Regions from separate parts of the Macaca mulatta genome. Here region 1 is linked to region 2. The links are chromatin contacts, called in public Hi-C maps. All regions are on one chromosome and are shown on one strand. Each heading gives the region's core, a stretch centred on a gene start, on an enhancer-like site or on the middle of the called end of the contact. The rest is flanking DNA. Distances are from core to core; before and after follow the strand shown.

The links. Hi-C and Micro-C count contacts between places; a contact is called where the count stands out from the background.
Region 1: a Hi-C map of blood shows a contact between it and region 2, with 5 times the contacts expected there. The contact joins the promoter of PFKFB4 here to the promoter of ATRIP in region 2. A contact is called at or near these places in 2 of 14 Hi-C or Micro-C datasets (blood and fetal cortex germinal zone).

Annotation. Positions count from the first base shown.
Region 1 is chr2:111,966,731-111,972,422 of T2T-MMU8v2.0, reverse strand. It overlaps PFKFB4 (6-phosphofructo-2-kinase/fructose-2,6-biphosphatase 4), which reads left to right and starts at 2,800. Exons shown (of 16, transcript XR_013413918.1): 1 at 2,800-3,042.
Region 2 is chr2:111,852,025-111,857,383 of T2T-MMU8v2.0, reverse strand. ATRIP (ATR interacting protein) reads right to left here and starts at 3,596. Exons shown (of 14, transcript XM_077992489.1): 1 at 2,272-3,596; 2 at 1,558-1,606; 3 at 1-57. The coding sequence starts at 25. All of the region lies in intron 1 of TREX1 (three prime repair exonuclease 1), which reads right to left.

The sequences.
Region 1 (5,692 bases), core at 1,551-4,050, 120 kb before region 2:
GAGTCCATGCTGCACTGCGGACTCACTCTGTGATCTTGGGCCCTTCTCCCTCTTCCCGACCCTCAGGTTCCCACCTGACAAACAGGGCCATGGGAGGGGAGATGGAGAATATCCTCAGAGCAGATGTGGACTGTGGCCTTGGGGAGGAACCCCAGGCATCTCCTGATGTTGAACTGTGACCTTCCAGCTGGACATAGGGGCTTGAAGGAGGGTGCCTGGGTCAGCCACGGGTAGACTTTCTGGGGAAGAGAGGGAGGTGCAGAGCTGCTGCATTTCCTGGGAACCAGGCTCATCCTGTCTGGGTGTGAGGATGCCTTCCCAGAGATAGCCGTGGCCCCCTGCCCAGGCCGGCTGTCCTCTACCCCCAGCCCTTGATTAGTGTGCCAGGAGGTCTGGGAAGAGAAGAATGGACAGGCCGGAGGAGGTGCTGGGTGTCTGTAGATGTCAGAGGAGATAGGTTTTGCAATGAGTCCTGTGGGTTAGACAGGGTGTGGGTGTGTGGTAATGAGGTCTCAGAGGCCACAGTGGCACCACGATGGCCTTGGCAGTGGCCAGAAGAAAAGAGGGTTGACTGTGTCACAAACAGAATGAGTGGCTTTGGAGAAGTAGGGAGCAGGACACAAGGGGCACCCAGTTCATCAGGAGCCGCCCATGGATGTGCTCAGATCTGCTGGGACTGGGGTGGAGGAATGAGTGGGTGGATACTGCAAAAGGAGGATGAGGAAGGAAGAAGTCGTTGACCCTGCCTGGGGCAGGGTGTTCCCAGGGCAAGCAGCTAGAGCTGGTTTGGGGGAGGGTCCAGATGGGCTTCCAGAATGTGGACCTTCGGAATCTTCATTTCCTATGAAGTGGGCAAGACATCTGTGTCAGTCATCTTAAGGGTCCTTGCCAAGCTTTAAAGAGCTGGGTGGACTTGGACTGATCCAAGGCAGGGCTCTGGCAGGGATGGCATGGGAAGGGGTGCTACACCTATAGCCCACGAGGCCAGTCTTGTTGCCAGTCCCATGCCCTCAACACCTGGCTCCTGGCTGGCTACACACTGGGCAGAGAGAACTTGAGGATGCAGGGCACCGGACAGGGGTGTTGTGGATGAGGTCGCTAGAGGGCAGTGTGGCTCAGGTCGAAGCCGTGTTGGTGGGGGCTGGGGCGGAGAGTGTACAAAGCTTGGAGAGGCGGGGCTGGGGATCCTGAGGAGGCGGGAGCCTGAAAGAGTCCGGTGGGGGCCAAACAAGAGAGTGAGCCAGCGGTTTACGAACTTCTGGATCTCTCCCCTGTTCCTTGTCCCCAGTGCATTTTCAAAGACAAGAGGGAGATACAAATATAGTAAAAGGCAACCTTAACGTAGTTTAAAATGAATTTCTTAGAGATTGACATATTTAATTCATACTATAATACTGCAAGATTGACGATGTGCACATCCCATTTTCCTGATGAAGAGAAAATGTTATTAACATACTATTTTCAAAAAATATGTAAAAATTTAGTTGGAAAAAAACCCAAAATACTAAAAAACAAACAAAGAAAAGTTAATTGGGGCCGGGCGCGGTGGCTCAAGCCTGTAATCTCAGCACTTTGGGAGGCCGAGGCGGGCGGATCACAAGGTCAGGAAATCGAGACCATCCTGGCTAACACGGTGAAACCCCGTCTCTACTAAAAATACAAAAAGAAATTAGCCGGGTGTGGTGGCGGGCGCCTGTAGTCCCAGCTACTCCGGAGGCTGAGGCAGGAGAATGGCGTGAACCCGGGAGGCGGAGCTTGCAGTGAGCCGAGATCGCGCCACTGCACTCCAGTCTGGGCGACAGAGCGAGACTCCGTCTCAAAAAAAAAAAAAAAAAAAGTTAATTGGAAAAACTGAAATTCTGGAAAGACAAGATACTGCCGGGCTTAGTGAGTACCCAAAGTACTTGGTTACTAAGTCCCACGCACGGCCGGGCGCGGTGGCTCACGCCTGTAATCCCAGTACTTTGGGAAGCTGAGGAGGGCGGATCACCAGAGGTCAGGAGTTCAAGACCAGCCTGGCCAAAGTGGTGAAACTAAAAATACAAAAATTAGCAGGGCGTGGTGGTAGGCGCTTGTAACCCCAGCTACTTGGGAAGCTGAGGCAGGAGAATCCCTTGAACCCGGGAGGCGGAGTTTGCAGTGAGCCGAGATAGCGCCATTGCACTCCAGCCTGGGCAACGGGAGCGAAACTCCGTCTCCAGCAGCCAAAGCAAAGAGAAAGAGGAACAATATTGAAATGTGTTTTGCGTCTCTATCCATGATATAAAGGAGCTTTTCCAGCGTGGTTGAGCGCACTCCTATGGACGGTGGAGAGTCCCGGGGCTCGGAGCAGTCAAGGGGGACCCCGAGCAGGGGCAGGAGGGCGAAGCGGAGCTGACGGCTGGCACAACAGGCCTAGTGGCCCCTGTCGGCTCTGACCAACCTGGCCATGCGGGTCACGTAGGCCTCGTCCCACTGCATGAAAACCCCTCCCTCCTGGGGGCCCCGGGCTCCCCGGCAAGGAGGGAGCAGAATTCACGCGTGCCGCTGCTCAGGTATGCAGCGCCGGGGCGGGGCCCGTAGGTGGGGCCTATGCAAATCAGCGCGGGCAGATTGGGAGCGCTGAGTTTGCGCATCCGGGGCGGGCCTACATAATCCGGGTCTTGAACTGGGGCGGGGCCAGCACGATCCGGAGTTGAGCATGCGCATTCTCGATCCTGGCCTGAAGAACTGGGCCCGCTTGTTCCAAAACGGGCGGGTACGTGAGTTGGGCATGCGTGGTCGGAGGCCGGGCCCTCTCAGCTGGGGCGGAGCCTACTCACTCTGGGGCGGGGCCTGCGGGAAGATAGACATGGGCTGTCGCGGCTTGGGGAGGGGCGTGGCCCAAGGGGCGGGACCTCGGGTGGCCCGAGGTGGCCCGGCTGCTGGGTTGGAAGCGGCGTAATCCGACTCATCCCGGCCCCGGGATGGCGTCCCCACGGGAATTGACCCAGAACCCCCTGAAGAAGATCTGGATGCCATACAGCAATGGGCGGCCCGCTCTGCACGCTTGCCAGCGCGGTGGTGAGGCGGGGTCCTCCGGGAGGGGATGGGAGGTGCACCGGGATGGGTGGGTAGCGCGGCCTGGGCGGGGGTCTCGCATGGAGAAGGGGCTGTAGACAGGTGGGGAACCGGGGACAGGTGAGGCCGCCGTGACTTGGGGAGGCTGCTGGGGACAGGTGAGGCGGTCGTGACAGTGGTGGGCCAGAGACAGGTGTGGCAGAGCAGGGGTCGGGGACAGGTATGTGGGGGCATATCGGCTTGGCGGTGACTAGGTCTGGCTACCATCACCTCGGGGAGGGCGCTGGCCCCCTCGCTTCCCGCCCCAATCCCCATCGCCCCCAGCCTGGGGAGGACCCTGTGGGCACCCCAGGCCCTTCCCTCTCTCCTGGCGAAGGAGCGTGGGCCGGATTGTTGGACTGGAACTGAGCTGTGTGGCCCTAGGTGAATTACTTGACCTCTCTGAGCCCAGAACTTTCAAAGGTGGGCTAGTTTTCCAACAGGAGGAAGGGTGCCTCTTGGCCTTAAAGCTGAGCTTGGGTAGGAACTTCAGCGCAGATGTGCTCAGGATAGAGACAGAAAAGTATGCCATGTGGGCCTGTGTCTGTGTCCCTGGACATGTAAGTATCCACCTGGGGTCATGGGTGTACAGTAAAACTGGAGGGTGAAACAGCTAGGAGAATGCTGAAATTCATGGAATTGTTCAGGGGCTCACCTCTCCTAGGGTCCCAGGTGTTTAAACCGCTTCCTTGAGTTTCTGCCTGTCCTTAAATGAGCTGGCAGTTTTGTTTTTTTTTTTTTCGCTCAGTGGCCCAAGCTGGAGCAAGTGCAGTGGCTCGATCATAGTTCACTGCAGTCACAACCTACTGGGCTCAAGCAGTCCTCCCACCTCAACCTCCCGATTAGCTGGGACTACAGGTGCACCACCACACCCAACTTTTTTTTTTTTTTGTAGAAACAGGGTCTTGCTATATTGTCTGGGCTGGTCTCCAACTCATAGCTTCAAGTGGATCCTTTGGCCTCTGCCTTGCAAAGTGTTGGGATTACAGGCATGGGTCCTGGCCTGCAACTTTTTTATTACCAGGAAAAAGAAAGATTTGTTTTAGGAGTAACTGAAACATTGTAATGAATTTGCAACTTGTCCAGGACCTCAGAGAACATCTAGTTTAACTCACAGTGAAATGGAGATCAGGAGATTGTGTGACATGCCTGGGTCTCCCTGTGATCCTGCCTCTGCTTATGTATGATAAGCAAGGGGAGAGTTCTTTGTGCTCATCCTGCTGCAGCAGCCTGGGGCCACGGCTTTGATCATGATATGAATCCTGGGGGAAGGGTGTGTGTATTTCTGGCCCCACTGTGAGTCCTGGTAGGGGAAGGCCATGTTTCTGACCAGACCAAGTCGTGGTAACTCATGGCTCTGATTGTGATGTAGGTCCTGGGGTCTGTGGCTGTCTACAATGCACATTCAGTCCTGACGGCTATGGCCAGCCCTCCTTTGAGACTCTTCTGGAGGCATGGAGGCAGAGCCAGTCTGTGTTATTAGTGTTATGTGGTCCTGACTTAGAGGGGTGGCTGCTATTACTACACAGAGGAAAGGAGTGAGGACCTGGCCTTTTTTTTTTTTTTTGAGATGGAGTTTCACTCTTGTTGCCCAGGTTGTAGTGCAGTGGTCCTGTCTCAGCTCACTGGCAACCTCTGCCTCCTGGGTTCAAGCAATTCTCCTGCCTCAGCCTCCAAGTTGCTGGGATTACAGGCATGCACCACCACGCCCGGCTAATTTTGTATTTTTAGTAGAGATGGAGTTTCACCATGTTGGCCAGGCTGGTCTTGAATTCCTTACCTCTAATGATCTGCCCCCCCTCGGCCTCCCAAAGTGTTGGGATTACAGGCACAAGCTGCCGTGCCCAGCCAAGTCTGTGAGCCTTTAAGGAGTAGGTCCTCAATAAGTGGAGGCAGAGTATTCTGTCATCACTACCATTCTTTGTTTGCTTCTCACTACGTCTGAGTCAGGGATTGATGCATCAGCTCCAAGCCAACCCCCTTTACAGGTGAGAGGAAGCTGAGGCCCAATGGGTAGGTCTCATAGCTCCTGAGGCAGGGCCTCTGTTTCTCCAAGCTCTAAGTGGGGGACTGAAATGTGGCTCTGGCCTGAGCTGAGGGGCTCATGCCATCACAGTGTCTCAGGGTGTTGGGGTAGACTGGGTTCTAGGTCCACACTTTTTCCTGGAGGAGGAAGTAGCACCCGAGAGGCCAAAGATGAGACCTGCAGGTTGTGTGGGGACTTGGGCCTCAGCCAAGGTCCCAGGGTTCACAGCAGGGAGTGGGTAGTGAATGAATGAAACCTGCCCATGCAGCACCTCCAGCTCCCAGTGCCTGCATTTGGGCAACATTTTACCCTTTGCATGGTAGACTTGTATGTTGAGTGACTGCAAGGACAGTCCGAACCCAGAGGGCGTGGGTGGGGCTGGAAGCGGATTTGGTCCCAGGGCTTTGTGGGGAGGAGGAACTAGGACCCACTGCTGGTCTGTGCTTTGTACTGGGTTTTCTCTGGAGTCTAGTCCCCAGCTCCTCAGGGCACTAGGGGCTAGTGGACTGAGGGATGTACTGCACCTCCTCCACTCCCACAGACACACCCCCACTTGATAAAACCTAAAGCCACACCTGAGGGCTGGGA
Region 2 (5,359 bases), core at 2,347-4,846:
TTTTCCCCGCAGGATTTTTTGACATGCCATCTATTAATCTGTGGACCTTATGATCACCTGTAAAAAACAGTTCCATATACATTTCAGGACCCAACATTTTCCCACTTTCACCAGAAAATGCTGAAAATACCCACTTTTTTTTTTTAAATAGGGTCTTGCTCTGTCACCCAGGCTGGAGTGCAGTGGTGTGATCACTGCTCACTGCCACCTTGACCTCCTGGGTTCAAGTGATCCTCCTGCCTTAGCCTCCTATGTAGCTGGGACTACAGGTGTGTGCTACCATGCCTGGCTAATTTTTTTTTTTTTTTTGTATTTTAGTAGAGATGGCATTTCACCATGTTGGCCAGGCTGGTCTCGATCTCCTGACCTCGTGATCCGCCCGTCTCGGCCTCCCAAAGTGCTGGGATTACAGGCTTGAGCCACTGCGCCCAGCCAGTAACTATTATTGAATAATAAATAGATCATTGAGTTCTGGCCAATGAGATCTCCTCAGGCTTTAGATGAGACTCTTGGAATTGGATGAAGGATAGGGAAAGAGTAACAGGATCTGTTGTTTTAGAAGGATCATTTATGAATTTCAGCCGGTGTGGTGACTCATGCCTGTAATCCCAGCACTTTGGGAGGCCGACACGGGCTTATCACTTGAGGCCAGGAGTTTGAGACCAGGCTGGCCAATATGGTGAAACCCCATCTCTACTAAAAATATAAAAATTACCCGGGCCTGGTAGCACATGCCTGTAATCCCAGCTACTCAGGAGGGTAAGGCACGAGAATCACTTGAACCTGGGAGGTGGAGGTTGCAGTTAGCTGAGATCACACCACTGCACTCCAGCCTGGGCAACAGAGCAAGACTCCGTCTCAAAAAAAAAAAAAAAGAAGGATCATTTATGAGTTTGAACCATGTTCTTAGGTTGAAAAACACCTATATTGCTTACTAGGTCTTTCTCTGCTTTGCTTTCAAGAGCAATTCTTCCCAGCACTTTGGGAGGCAAAGGCAGGAGGATTGCTTAAGCCCAGGAGTTCAAGACCAACCTGGGCAACATAAGGAAAAAACCCCATCTCTACAAAGAATTTTAAAATTAGCCAGGCAGCCGGGCACAGTGGCTCACACCTGTAATCCCAGCACTTTGGGAGGCTGAGGCGGGGTTTAGTGAAACCCCGTCTCTACTAAAAAATACAAAAAACTAGCCGGGCGAGGTGGCGGGCGCCTGTAGTTCCAGCTACTCTGGCGGCTGAGGCAGGAGAATGGTGTAAACCCAGGAGGCGGAGCTTGCAGTGAGCTGAGATCCGGCCACTGCACTCCAGCCTGGGCAACAGAGCGAGACTCCGTCTCAAAAAAAAAAAAAAAAAAAAAAATAGTTACTGACCACATACAATATGCCAGGCATGTTAGGCTCTACAGATACAATGGCGAGCAAAATTGATACTGTCCTTACAGAGCTTAAAAGACATTTGACAAATAATCACACAGATAAATGGAAAATTATAACTGTGATTAAGAACTGCAGAAGAGAACAAATACAGGAAAGTCTGTAATATGACAGCAATCTGACTTACGTGGGATGACTGGAACATTTCCCTAGGGAAGACTTGAAGGAGCTGAGAGCTGAAGGACAAGTAGGAATTAACCAGATAAGTGGAGATGAATGAATGGAAAGTATACTCAATGTACAAAGAAAGAACAATGTATAAAGTTCCTGTATTGTAAAGAAGCAGAGAGAATTCAAAGAAAGTTAGTGCAGCCAGAACCCAGAGAGTGAGAAAGGGCCAAATCAGGCTGGGCCTTGCAGGCCATGTTAAGGATTTTGGTCTTTACACTAGAAGTGGGAAATTATTAAAGGGCTTTCATTAGGGGTGTTCATGGCTGGGTGCGGTGGCTCACGCCTGTAACCCCAGCACTTTGGGAGGCCGAGGCAGGTGGATCACCTGAGGTCAGGAGTCTGAGACCAGCCTGGCCAACACGGCAAAATCCCGTCTTTACTAAAAATACAAAAATTAGCTGGGCGTGGTAGTGGGCACAAGTAATCCCAGCTACTTGGGAGGCTGAGGCTACTAGGGAGGTTGAGGCAGTATCGCTTGAACCTGGGAGGTGGAGGCTGCAGTGAGCCAAGATGGCACCACTGCACTTCAGCCAGGGTGACAGAGTGAGACTCCGTCTCAAAAAAAAAAAAAAAAAATAGGGGTGTTAATGTATATAAGATAATAGTTATGTATATAACAGCCAGATTTGAGTTTTGAAAAGATCACTCAGAATGTAATGTGAAGCCTCACTTGTAGGGAGTCAAGACTGGAAATGGGAAACCAATTTAGCAGACTATTGTTCAAGGGAGGACTCATGGCAGTATAGATCAGGCAGTTGGTAGAAGTGATAAGAGTCCAGAGAAGGATTAAGAAGGTAAGCTTGACAGGCTTTGCAACGAAATTAGATGTAGAGTCAAGGAAAGGCGAAGAGTCGCCTTGTGCCACTGGATGGAGAGTGGTGCTAGTTACTTCCTTGTGGTCATCATTCTCTGAATGTCTGCTTTGCCGGCACCATGCTAGAAATGCTGGAGGAGGACTGGGTTTCCAGGAAATGATCGTGTTGAGTTTAAGGTGCCTTGAGACACTCAAGTACAGATGCAAGGTGCACTCAAAACCTTTCTCTTTCTAGGAGTCCTCAAGACTTCACTCATTCCTCAACTAGCATGTAAGCTCCATGAAGGACAGTTTTTGTATTTTGTTCATTGTTAGCTCAGTTGCAGTTCCTCACGTTTGGGCACCTAGCAGTTTACTGGTTGTATAAAAGAATAAATTTATTTCATCTCTTGCCTGTGTCAGACTCCTCCCATGCTAACACTGCCCAAGGGAGACAGTGGGCTTCATAAGATCTAAAGCCGCTCAAACTTGTCACAAGAATGGGTCCTCATGCATGGGTAGTGATGGTTCTGATGGTGGTGGTAGGTGTGTTCCAAGGATCTCTGCTTAGAACCAAGAACCAAGTGGCCTAAACTTTAGAAAATAAAGTAAAATGTCAACTTAGCGTTCTATGTTTCAAATCTGCTGTATGACCTGGCTAATTTATTTCCCCCTAAAATCAAAGGACCTTCTGGAAGACAACCGCTGCTTAAATCAGAGTGTTCCCATATTTTAAAAAGGCGAAAGGGCAGTGCTGGCCGCGAGGCTCCGAAGCCACAGCCATCAAGGCGATCTGGCGCGGTCTGCAACTCCCTCCGAGAAAAAGGCCGCGAGGAGCACTCACTGGACACGTGCTGAGCCGCGGCCGGACATTGGCTCAGGGCCTGTGACGCGAGGGTGTCAAGCTCCTCCAGGTCGTCGGCAGTGAAGTCCCCATGCGCGCCAAACGGGTCGTCAGGGTCCGGGGCAGCGGCCGCGGAGAAGCCCCGGGCCCGCTTGCTAGGGGGGTGCCCGGTGCCCGGCGGCGGGCCGGGGCGAGGCGCCGGGGGCTCGCTCCGCCTCTTGCTGCCTGGCGCGGAGGTCCCCGCCATGCTTTCCGCTCACCCCAAGTATCCGACAGCGACAAGCCACACTTGCCTACCGCCAGGCCCGAGAACCCGACCAACCGCCCGCGCGCCGCGGCTTGCCTCCACAGCGAGTGCCCCGCCCCTGGCCCAGGGGCCAATCAGCTGGCAGGCGGAGGGCGCGGAAGAATGACGAAAGTCCCAGCGCGCCGCCAAACCCGGCCCTGCCGGGTGTTCAGAGGTCCACGGCTGGAGTTCGGCAGGTTTGCTGCAAGGACTCAGTGCCGCACGACCGGTTACCGTAGGCGCGGGTCGGAGGCGCACCAGCTCCGCCTCGCGGGTGGCTTTACGCTCTCTCCCTGGCACTCTGTGGAGGAGGGCTGCGCAGGAGCAGCTTGCCCTAGCATTTAACGCGTGTTGCGTTTGAGTCGAGCCAGGCAGCATTCAGGGATGTGGTCTCCGTGACCTCGTTTTCGTTCTCCCGCCAGACCTACTTCCTACAAGCCTCGAGGCTTTCTTGAGGAGAGTGTAATTTGTTGGATGAGGAGTATGAATAGAGCTGTCGTGTGCAGACATCTTCGGGTATAGTGAATGTTTCACATATGTACATTTGAGGTAGGCTTAGGGAGGAGGAAAGTCCAAGGAGGAGTGATGTTTGGAGCTGTTCCTGTGTGGGAGGGGGTGGGAGCTGCCCAGGCTGTTAACATTCATTCCTCTGAGTGCTGGAGTGTTTTTTTTTTTGTAAGCCCTGGTTGCATAGAATAGGGCTCAGGAGGTCAAGGAAGTCCCTCTGTAAATGGCACCTGGGCTGTCCTACAGGTTGAGTCAAGTTAGCAGGATAGAGGGGTAGGAGGCCGGCACATAAGACTAACACGAGAATTCTACATTGAAAGGGAAGCCACAGAAAGGCCAGGTCAGTTACCTGTGGCGAAGACAGAGGTAAAGCTTCACAAAGGAGCAGCAATTTGAGGTGGGCTTGCGTGCCTGACACATTTTATTGGGCAGCTGTGGTGTGCAGAACAGCCGCAATAGAGAACTGGCAATGGAGAGTAACAGGAGCAAGACCCTTTCAGCCTTACCTGCTCAGTGCCAAACTTCACCTGTGAGTGTCCCAGGAATGTTTGTGAAGGCATTAAATAAAAAGATTAAATGAAAAAGTGCTATCAGGGCCTTCAGTGTCTAAGGAGTTGAAAAGTTTTTTGGAGTAACTGGTAGTCTCCCTCAGATAGCTGCCCAAATGTTGCATGCTTAATTGCTGCAGGACTCTGGTCCTGGAAAGAGACAGGATTGTTCATTTGTTAAAGGGGGATAGGTTCCACCAAGTAACTTGCTTTCACGAACAGTGTCAATCACTGGTGCTCAGGCTTGTTTTAGCAGCATACGGCTGGGTGCCAGCTGGCAAGGCCCCATAGGGAATGCCTGAAGCCTAGAGAAGGGTGCTCCTGGCTGTGCAACTTTCTGGAGAGGACCAACACAGGCTTCCCCCCGCCCCCCCATCCTGCGTTAATATCTAGTACATTAATCATGAAAGTTTTAAATATTCTAAAACCTAGTTTTGATTTAGCAAAGCCCCATAATGGTTCCAGAGCTCTCTTTGTGCTTCTGAATTAATTTTTTTTAAAAATACAGGGTCTTGTTCTGTCTCCCAGGATGGAGTGCAGTGGTGTGATCTTGGCTCACTGCAGCCTTAAACTCCTGGGCTCAAGTGATCTTCCCACCTCAGCCTCCCAAATAGCTGGGACTACAGAAGTGCACCCCCACACCCAGCTAAGCGTTTTAATACATATTTAGCATACATTATGGTCTCACCCCCAACCCCTTGCCTGGCACTGGCACCAGCACCCCCTCCATCCACCAGCAAGTGGGCTGGGGCTTCCTGCAGCTGCTGCCCTGGACCTGTT